Regions from separate parts of the Sus scrofa genome. Here region 2 is linked to region 1. The links are chromatin contacts, called in public Hi-C maps. All regions are on one chromosome and are shown on one strand. The core of a region is the stretch at or near the end of the contact, and the rest is flanking DNA. Distances in the headings are between cores, read along the strand shown.

Region 1 (4,751 bases), core at 2,073-4,572:
ATGCAAGATGGCATTATATCCTCTCAATCAGTTCTTCCTAGAAAGAGGGATGAAAAGATCCCAAAACAAAAACTGCAGGATGAAAACCTTCTCACTGTGAGTAGCTCCCAGAGCTAAAACAATGACACTGAACAACAAACATCTGAGCAGAGGCAGAAGGAACAGCGGGGCAGAGAAGAGGGAGGGTGTGCAGACAGCATCAGGCTAGATGAGGAGGTCAGGCCAGGCCAGGTGGAGGCTCTGTTCTCCCACTCCAAAAGCCATGACTACTACTCCCTCTTGGCCTTGTGAGGGCATAGAATCAGAGTGAGAAGTGAACCGAGCCCTTCATTTGGAGCTGAGGATCATGTACCTTGACCCTGAAAGGCATGATGGTCATACCTTGACCATCAAGGCATATCACCTTGATGGTCCTTCTCTGGCTGGGAGTAAGTTCAAGCTTCCGATGCTTATTCACCCTCTTTCCACTAAATCACACCCTCTTTCAAACCAGGTTTCTCAGCATCTTCTCATGCTGTTCTCTTCAATTTCACACGAGGGAGGGGCTGGCCGCACCCTATCTGAGTGCTGAAACCAGGAGCACTTCATACAAAAGCCTGTTAGATTGCCATGACACAAAACACAAAAACGGGGTAAGGGAAATAAGCCCTGAGCATGAGTAGCTATAAATAAAAGCCCCAAACTAGTGAAAGTTTCTAGATCTCTTTTTTATTTAAATGTTCCTCATTTATATGCAACCAATTCACAAAAGCCCACACACCAATCTGTAATGCACCTGGTATTGTGAGAAATTGCCAGTTTGGTGGTGTCGTGCTTTTTTCCCCCCACAATAGATGCTGTACAATGTCATGTCCTCAGGGTACATCCATCCCCTTTCCTCTTTCTTTAACGAATCCCCCAAAGAGATAGGTTTATAAAATACCTCCCCAAAAATGGGCTCTATTTATTCCCTCTCATTTTAGGAACACCCATCCAGGTGCATTTTGAGACAGCATGTATGCTTCATAGCTCTTTCAAATGTGACCTTGTACCCAACCTGCACCACACCACACCCTGGTGTAGTTGGCTAGGGCTGCTGTAACAAAGGACCACAGACCAGGTGGTTTAAACAACAGACATTATTGCCTCATGATTCTGGAGGCTTGAAGTCCAAGGGTAAGGTGTTGGCAGGGTTGATTTCTTCTATGGCTTCTCTCTTGGCATGTAGACAACCGTCTTCTTCCTGTGTCTTCACACATTGTCTTCCATCTCCGTGTAACTTTGTGTCCAAATTTCCCCTTCTTGTAAGAACATCAGTCATATTGGATTAGGACCCATTTGATCTCATTTTAACCTAATTACCTCTTCAAAGACCCAAATGTGGTCACATTCTGAAGTTTGGGACTTAAGAATTTTGGGAGTCACAATTCAGTTCATAACACTCTGTTTTTCCCCTGCCACCTCCAATTTTATGTCTTCTTACATGCAAAATACAATCGTTTCATCCCTACAGCCCCCAAATTCTTAACCCTTCCACTGTCAACTGTAAGAGGTTGCCTCAAACAGCTCAAGGTGCTGGCATTTGAAGAAGCAGAGAGGGATTAAAATAATGTCTCATTTTTACCAGAAACTTGAGTCTAGTCCTGGTTTCTAGCACCACAGAGAGAGGCTTTGACTGACTGGGCCACTTCCATGGGGAGAGTTGTGAAGTTCAGAACTTGGTTGGGAGAAAGAGACCTGTTTCTCCTGAGACCCCTGCACTAAACTTTCCGGGTGAATTGGGTAAGCATCTATGGCAAAGGAGAATGCATTTCCTATTGCCTCTTGCTCAAAAGGAGCTGATCTCCTCTGTTTTAGGAAAGGAATACAAGGAGCTGATTCAGCTTACACAGTGTAAAAATAGCTAGGTGGACAGCTTGAGTGAAACTTAGCAGTTCACCTGTTTTTCCTATTATCAACTGCATCAAGAAAGTGTATCAAAGATTGCAAAGTTAGAAGCCGTTGGAAAACCGAGGCTCTGTGGAAAAATGGCCTATCTTAAATTGAGAAGTGCTGGGGAGCTCGCTCGGATTGAAAACAGGCAGCTGCTTTGCATGCTTCCCCATGAACAGCTGCCAAGGGAACGGCAGTCAACAGGAAGCCTTGACAGTACTAGTACCACGTCGGGGAATGTACCTTGGAACATTTGCCATCAGTGGGATTCCAGCAGATCACATCTGCAGGGGAATGACTTGGGCTTCCCATCGTCATTTGCCAGCCTCCCGAAGTTCAGTTTTCCTTTCTGGCTAGCCCAAGAGGCATTTGCAGGTCAAGTTCATTTTCAATGGTGCAAGGCTGGGAACCTTTGCAGTAAAGAGCCGCATTTATTCATGTCCACCTACTTGGACGCCTACAATTTCTGATTCGTAACATTTTGAATGTGCTATTGGATCCTTTAGCCTGGCTCACCACCTGCAAATAGAACTTGCCAGAGGAGGTGAAGGGAGAAATGTAGATAGCCTTTGAAAGTTCTGTTGCTACCCCTGAAGGCCATTCTGGTACTTTAAGAAATCACAGTCTACACTCAATTCTACAAAAGCCTAAAAGGGTCAAGTTAGAGATTTGACAAGGGAGGGGGAAGTTGGGCTTTAGGGCTTACGAAATATATATGTGTGTGTGTGTGTATCAATATATAAAATATATTTTATATAAGCTATATAGAATATATATTTAAATATATATAAACTATGTAGAATATATATTAAAATATATATTTTATATAAACTATATAGAATATATACTTAAAGTTCCATGTATAAACTATTTTATAGTTTAAATATAAACTACATAATAAACTAAATATGTTATTAATAAACTATGTATATTAAGAATATACATTCTGTATGTAAACAAACATGCACCACACATACATACTCACTCATATTACATATACACACAATACATATACTCATTTTTTAAGAGAGAACAAGAGGCAGCTTGAGAATAGCAAACATGCCCCAGTTTGCCCATCCTTAAACAGTATTAGTTGAATCTATCATGTTGACAATAGCCCCCACTAAGGGCAGACCCAGCAAACAACAAGCGAGGCAGGGTTCCCTCCTGCTCCTCCCATATGCAAATTGTGGAATGCAAGGGGCCTATACCGGGTGTACCAGTGGACTAAAAATACCTGCCTGCTCCATCTCTGTGGGGCTCTGCTTCCCAGGCAACAGGGGCCCCAGAGGCCCAGGCCCTAGCCGGAGGAGGGGCAGGGGCCTCCGTCTGCACCAGAGCTAATTACCGGAGGACCTGGACAGGCAGCTGCTGGGCCCAACTCTGGGTTTGTGAGCGCTTTGCAAGGCAGTGGTTCTAACTTTAGATCTCCACTCCAAACTTTGATCTTCCAGCACTGCTTGGCTTTAGGCAAAACATAAACTTGAGAGCTGCAACATGTTTTTCAAATTTTATTCCCCTGGCAGTTCTAGAATAAGGACAGGAATTATTTTCAAATGAGAATCTTTGACTGCATAACACAGGCTTCCAAAATTAAGCAGAAACACATGGCGGGCTCTTATTATTAAATTTCCCTTGGAAAACAATGGTTTAAATTATGGGGGGTTGGGGGGGGACAGCAGTCTGATAAAACTTTGAAACGTGAAGCCTAAAGTTTAAAATTAAAAAAAAAAAAATAAAGCTCTAGTGGGTTTTTGTTTGTTTGTTTTTAGATCATTATGAAGTTGTTCTGGCCTGGCCATTATGATTCTGAATCTACCAATGAGTAAAAAATTGAATATTTTGGGTTTAAAATGTAAGTGACAGTTTTGAAAGCTGGAAATCAGGTGCTAAAGGGTTTCCTGGCGTTGAGGGAGAAATTTGGGCTGCCTGATTACAGCATCTCCCTGGAAAGCAAGCATTTAATAAGGAAGGTAGAATTTAACTGTATCCCTGTCTATACCTGATTCTGAGTGGTGTTTAGCAAGAAACAGAACCCTTCTGGCAAGTGGTGCTTGCCCTTGGCTAACGGTATTCAGATGGGCCACAAGGAGGGCCATTGGCAATTCCTATCATCAAAATTAATCAATGTGCCGCTTTCCTCTTCTCCCCACGCCATTCCCAGAAAGAGATTTGGGAAGAGGATGTTCTTCGAGGCTGTACTACCTTAGATCTCTCAGGCGCTATTTAATTCTCCCTTCCCTTCCAGGACTAAATCAATTGCTACCTCCTTGATGAAGCCTTTCTGATGACCTCATTTAGTTTCCCCACGCGCTCGTTAGCCCACATCCTGATCCTGTGTATCATTCATTTAGAACTTATGGTTTCCTGCTGATGTGGTTAGTGATCTCAAAGCTACCTTATAAGACCCACAGTGGTGAGACCCAGCTCTTTTCACCTTTTGCCTTCCCCATTGGGCCTAGCTCAGTGCCCCAGGCCCATGGCTGTGTTCCTGTGCTGGGGACAGCAGGGGACACTTGCAGTGCTCCGGTAAGGACAGGAACTTAATTTTTTAGCATCACCCCGAGAACGTCCTGGGCAACAAATGTGAAGGGAAAAAACCCAAACTCCCTCCACCCCCGTCCCAAAGCCACCCTCAAAAGAGAGCTCGGTGGCACCATCAGATGGAGGTTGGACAGCTGGCTGGACAGTTAATACCACTGTGACCACTAAGCTGGACAGAAAAATGGAAGGGGAGATGAGAGAGCAGTGATCCCTACTTTGATTCTGCAAATAATGTTTTTTCTAACATTTTGTCAATACTCATAACCCCACTCCACTTTGGAGACCTGGCCTGTTTT
Region 2 (4,738 bases), core at 1,314-3,813, 490 kb before region 1:
GAGAGGTTAAGAAAGTTGCCTGTGGTCACACAGCTAGCCATAACTAGCACAGCTCAAACTCACAGCTAGAGTTGTCCGATTCAAGAGCCATGCTTATTCTCAGTTTTTATTCTCTTTGGACCCTTAGGACCCTTTCCAAGCCTTTTAAATTCAATCATACAGATAAATTGTCTATTTGCCAACTAAAATCCAATTGTTCTTAAATTGGAAGGAGTCTAAAGCTTTTCTCCTCAAATAACAGAAATTTCCTGAAGAATAAGGACACGACATGTGCCTAATTATTGCTAGTAAATCTATCAGTTGAAAAGAACATTAGCAAATGAATTTGGGCACCATTTGGTTGTTGGTTGTCCCAAATTGTCACACTATTTTTGTTTTGTTTTATTTAGGGCTGTACCCATGGCATATGGAGGTTATGATGTGGAGGTACCTTGCTCTAAGCTTTTCATAATCATTCTCCTCCACCTGCTCAGACCTTCACAGCTTGCTTTTATAGTTATCTGCCCTCTTCCCAGAGTCTTGGTACATTCAAACACTAGAACCCTTGCCTTTCCCAGGATAGGGGTCGAATCAGAGCTGTTGCTGCCTGTCTAGGCCAGAGCCACAGCAACGCTAAATCCAAGCCGAGTCTGTAACCTATACCACAGCTCATGGCAACGCCAGATCCTTAACCCAGCGAGCGAGGCCAGGGATCGAACCCGCAACCTCATGGTTCCCAGTCGGATTCGTTTCTGCTGTGCCACGATAGGAACTCCCTGTCACACCTTTCTTGAAGCCACTAATAGGAAATAAGAAAAATTCACTTGGACTTGTCTTTCTTAATATCATTTCCCCCCACTAATCTAAAGATCCTCCCAGAAAGTAATTAATTTCCCATTTTTCCTCTGTAACTAATCAAGATTAAAAACACTAATTCTCAAGTTCTTCTTTACCCCTTCCTTAGTCAATTCTAATTCTGCTCCTATCTAGTTATAAAAGCCCTCAGGCAATTTGCTTTGGGCTCTCTACAGGTTTCTGCTCTGTAAAAGGATTGGATTAAAACTCATACCCTTTTTCTCAAGTTGTGGAAACAATTCAATGAGATAATGCAAGTAAAGTTTTGGATAGATAGGTGCCTGGGGAAATATATTCCACCCCTATCTCTTCTTCGTAGGTTGGTATTTTATCTATCTAAAAGGCACAGAAACTAAAGGTTTTCTTGACCTTTTTTTTCTCCAGGGCACTAAATTCCTATTTCCTAACATTTTTCTAACAGACCTTATTTTCCCATCATGTACTTATTGCAACTTCTCCATTCCACATCATGTTAGAAACGGAACCTAACAGGGTTCGATAAAGCCAGTAACAAATTTCTTTTCCTTCTCCCTTTCCACTTAGCCCTCTCCCCCCAAAAAACCCTCCCCCCAAACAGCCCCCCCCCACCAAAAAAACTTCAAGAGTGACAGAGGAACAAGGCCCTCAAAGTTATCAATTAAATAATCTTCATCTTATGGTCAAAGAAAGAATGTTTCTTTGGGTTAAGAGAGTAGCTTAAAAATAAGGGGGAAAAAGGGTGTCTTTCCTTACTTCGTATTCATCAGCAGCATCCTTGGATTCCCTTTGTTTGCACAAGCGCAAGGTGCTGTGGGGCCCTTTAACACCTGCTTGGGTTCTTGTGAAAGCCTGTCTGATATCAAACATTCTGGATCACAGAGATGTTCATAGTGAATATGATACAATGAGCATGGGAAACGAAATATTTCCCATCCAGTAATATTTAATGTAAATGCTTTTAATAACTTGCTTATAAGGAATTCTTCTTGGTGGTTAAAACCAAGGAATTAGGGATCTAAGATACAACAACCAGAAAGAGAGTTGAAGCACTCCCTTCACGAGCTTCAGAAATATGAATTCTGTGTTCAGAAAACTTCCCACACTCTGGTTAATACATCCTCTGATTTAGAAAATGCCAGCAGCCCTGGCAGTTTCTGATGATGGATAATTTTTCCCCCCTTCAGGGCTCCAGACAGTTGGTGCTTAAGTGTCTACAATTTAAAGTTTTACATGTCTTCCTTGGGCTGTCATATGTTTACCTATCCCGTCCAGGACATCTCTCTAAATAATCTCTGAGTGGAGAATAACGATCCTTTCCTAGGAGATTTATCCGAGAAGGAACGTGCGCGGGGCCCTTCAAATTCCGAGGCTCAGATTTCGTTCCTGGCAGGTCAGATGGTGCGGTCTGTGGGCCCGAGGGATGCGCACAGCTGTCCCTACAAGAGGCACGGAGCACAGGTGCTCGGCCTCCCGCCGCTGAAGTCTCAGGGAAACTGCTGCACTGACATGTGAGTCGCAGGCAGTTTAACCTCGGATGCTCGACCCCTGAGGGCAAAAGAAAAAGTCTGAACCACCTACAGGGCTTCTGTCGCGATTAAAGCCCCTGTCCCTCTGCCGCCAGCCCTCCATCCACGCCGACATAGAGTCTTGGATTTGGATCTCGCTATACGAGCCTCCGCTGGCTACATCTCCATTATTTTCGCTGCGCGCGGTCCGGACCGGCTCGGCGGCGGAGGCCGAGCCTGTTTCGCTGGCCGGGGGGGCGTCCCTGTCCCCTGGCGGGCCACTGTAACTGCAGCCCTTTGGCCTGCGGTGGGCGTGCCCTCGTGCGCTCTTGCGGCGCCGCTATCTCTGTCGCCGACCGAGCGCCACGAGATCTTCCAACAAGTCGGGCTTGGAGCGCGCTCCTCGCGGTAGCCGCGCCGCCTCGGCGCGCCCGGCCGACCCTCCCGGAGCCAACCGCCCTGCGTTGTCGCCGCCGGCCTTGCCACGCGGTGCCTCCGCTCGGGCGCCAAGCGGCAGCTGCCTCGCCCGGCCTTATAGCTGATCATACTGCAGCGCGACACAGGGCCCCAAAAGGCGTCGTCTCCTCGGCTGCCCCGTGGTTTCTTTGCGGTTCAGCCTCCTTAACCTGGGGAGAAAGCCACATTTGATGGGATCTTTGATCAATCCTAGCGTTTCCTCCAGGTGTTTAGCTACCTCAGTTTTTCATTATTCTGCATTCCCTTTTGATTCAGTCATCTTTCCTCTTTTGGGTTGTGGGTTCTTCAAAGTTTAGACCTGGAATATTAAAACAACGTTATTTACAGTTTTATAATGGGGGCAAGGGCAAGCATGGGGAATTGGATGCTGAGTGGGTTTTTAATTTACAGACAAAAATCGTTTCACTGCCTGACTCAGGCTCTTAATTGTCCTCTCTGAACCTCAACTACTTCATCTATTAAAGTAAAATTTAAAACAGTTTTATCTCACCTGCCTTAAAGTAGAGGTTTGGTTAGATGACCTCATGAAGGGATCTTCCAGAGCTAGGATCTCTAAAAGATTTTGTGATCTGTAGTTTCAAAAGTTAAGATTAGAACTGTATCATTTCTTGAAAGTAGTGAGTGAAGAGCATTTTCTGTGCATCAAGTGTCAGAAGCAGGGGCTCTTTTTTCTCCCCCTCTCACCAGTTGGGGCAGGCTAGGGCTCTCTACACTCTGAATGTCACTGTCACAAACACACACTCCTGGAGTAGAGCTGGGGATTATTTAGTCCTTTAGGATTCTTTATACCATTGATTCTCTCCACTCATACTGATAATACAACAGTTAACTATATATTTAGAGTTTCTCCTCCTTGTCTCATGTTTTCAGAGAGAGAAGGGGGTGGGGAGAGAGGCTATTTCTCTTCTTTAAAATTAAAAAAAAAAAAATCAATCCCATTGATTAATGTAGAAAGTCAAAGACCCAAATCCCTTCCATTACTCTCCACTGTGATTAAAACTGAAGTGTTCTGAAAAATGTCATTTCAAATTGCAAGGAAGCAGAATCTCTCTTTCTCTCTGTCTCCCCTTCCCGATTTCTCTCTCTCTCTCTCTCTCTCTCTCTCTCTCTCTTTTTAAGGGAGACATAGAGATGTGCCCTTATGCTTTTTGATTCAGGAGTTTAAGAGGCCACAACTCAGAGCCAGCTGAGTTGACTGACCGCTGATTTTAGGTGTGCCCAAAGTGAGACAGTGCAGAGCCTTCCAGAAAAATCTAGAATATTACCTGTGTGTTTACATCGCTAAATTATTTCAGATATGTTGTTTTGACCCACCCTTTCCCTGGGATACAAGAGCCAACCTTCTCTGAGAGGGGGAGAAAAAGAAGGAAGATGTGTGAGCTCCCCCTGGTGCTCTTCTGTATTCAGGCGGATTGAAAAGAATTTCAGGGAAACAGGTCTACACGAGCAGAAGGGAAAATAAATTATCTGGATTATTTCTTTGTAAAAGGCCACTTCTGTGCTGCCAGGCAGGTTTCTGTTCAAGGTCTCTATGCTTGGATTCTTTATTTCACCTTGTCCATATAGACCTGGCTTTATTAGCTAATGTCACTTCTGTCAAGAGGTGGAGGAGAAATCTATGCCTTGTCAGAGAACATGCTGACAAAGCAAAATCTGAAGTGGGGATTTGCAGCTGCCCTGTGGCTGGGATTACTCCTGGAATCAAATTGGATTACTTTTTGTCTAGCATTGTTCTCATTGTTAGTCTACAGTTATTCATTTCACTGAATCATTTTCACACACTTCTCTTTGTGCAAGTAGGTATCACAAAGATACCCATGGGACTGGTACAAACCACATCGACCAGTAGGACCTTTAATTCTCAATCATATCTCCTATCCAGTAATATCCTATACTTTTAATGGCCTTTTTAAACACTCAGGGTCAGAGGTCTTGGTGGGGTC

The links. Hi-C and Micro-C count contacts between places; a contact is called where the count stands out from the background.
Region 2: a contact with region 1 is called in a Hi-C map of fetal skeletal muscle, with 4 times the contacts expected there. The contact joins two enhancer-like sites. A contact is called at or near these places in 1 of 47 Hi-C or Micro-C datasets (fetal skeletal muscle) and 1 of 2 datasets of contacts at active chromatin or transcription factors (skeletal muscle).

What each region holds. Positions count from the first base shown.
Region 1 is chr1:105,720,064-105,724,814 of Sscrofa11.1, forward strand. No RefSeq gene overlaps it. Among named protein-coding and RNA genes, the nearest start is that of TXNL1, 290 kb to the right of the region's middle. Within about 2 kb of position 3,323, at least 18 of the 83 cell types and tissues checked have an H3K27ac peak or open chromatin away from gene starts, as enhancers often do. A contact at or near this core is called in fetal skeletal muscle and skeletal muscle, where this site is marked.
Region 2 is chr1:105,235,243-105,239,980 of Sscrofa11.1, forward strand. No RefSeq gene overlaps it. Among named protein-coding and RNA genes, the nearest start is that of TCF4, 160 kb to the left of the region's middle. Within about 2 kb of position 2,564, at least 32 of the 83 cell types and tissues checked have an H3K27ac peak or open chromatin away from gene starts, as enhancers often do. A contact at or near this core is called in fetal skeletal muscle and skeletal muscle, where this site is marked.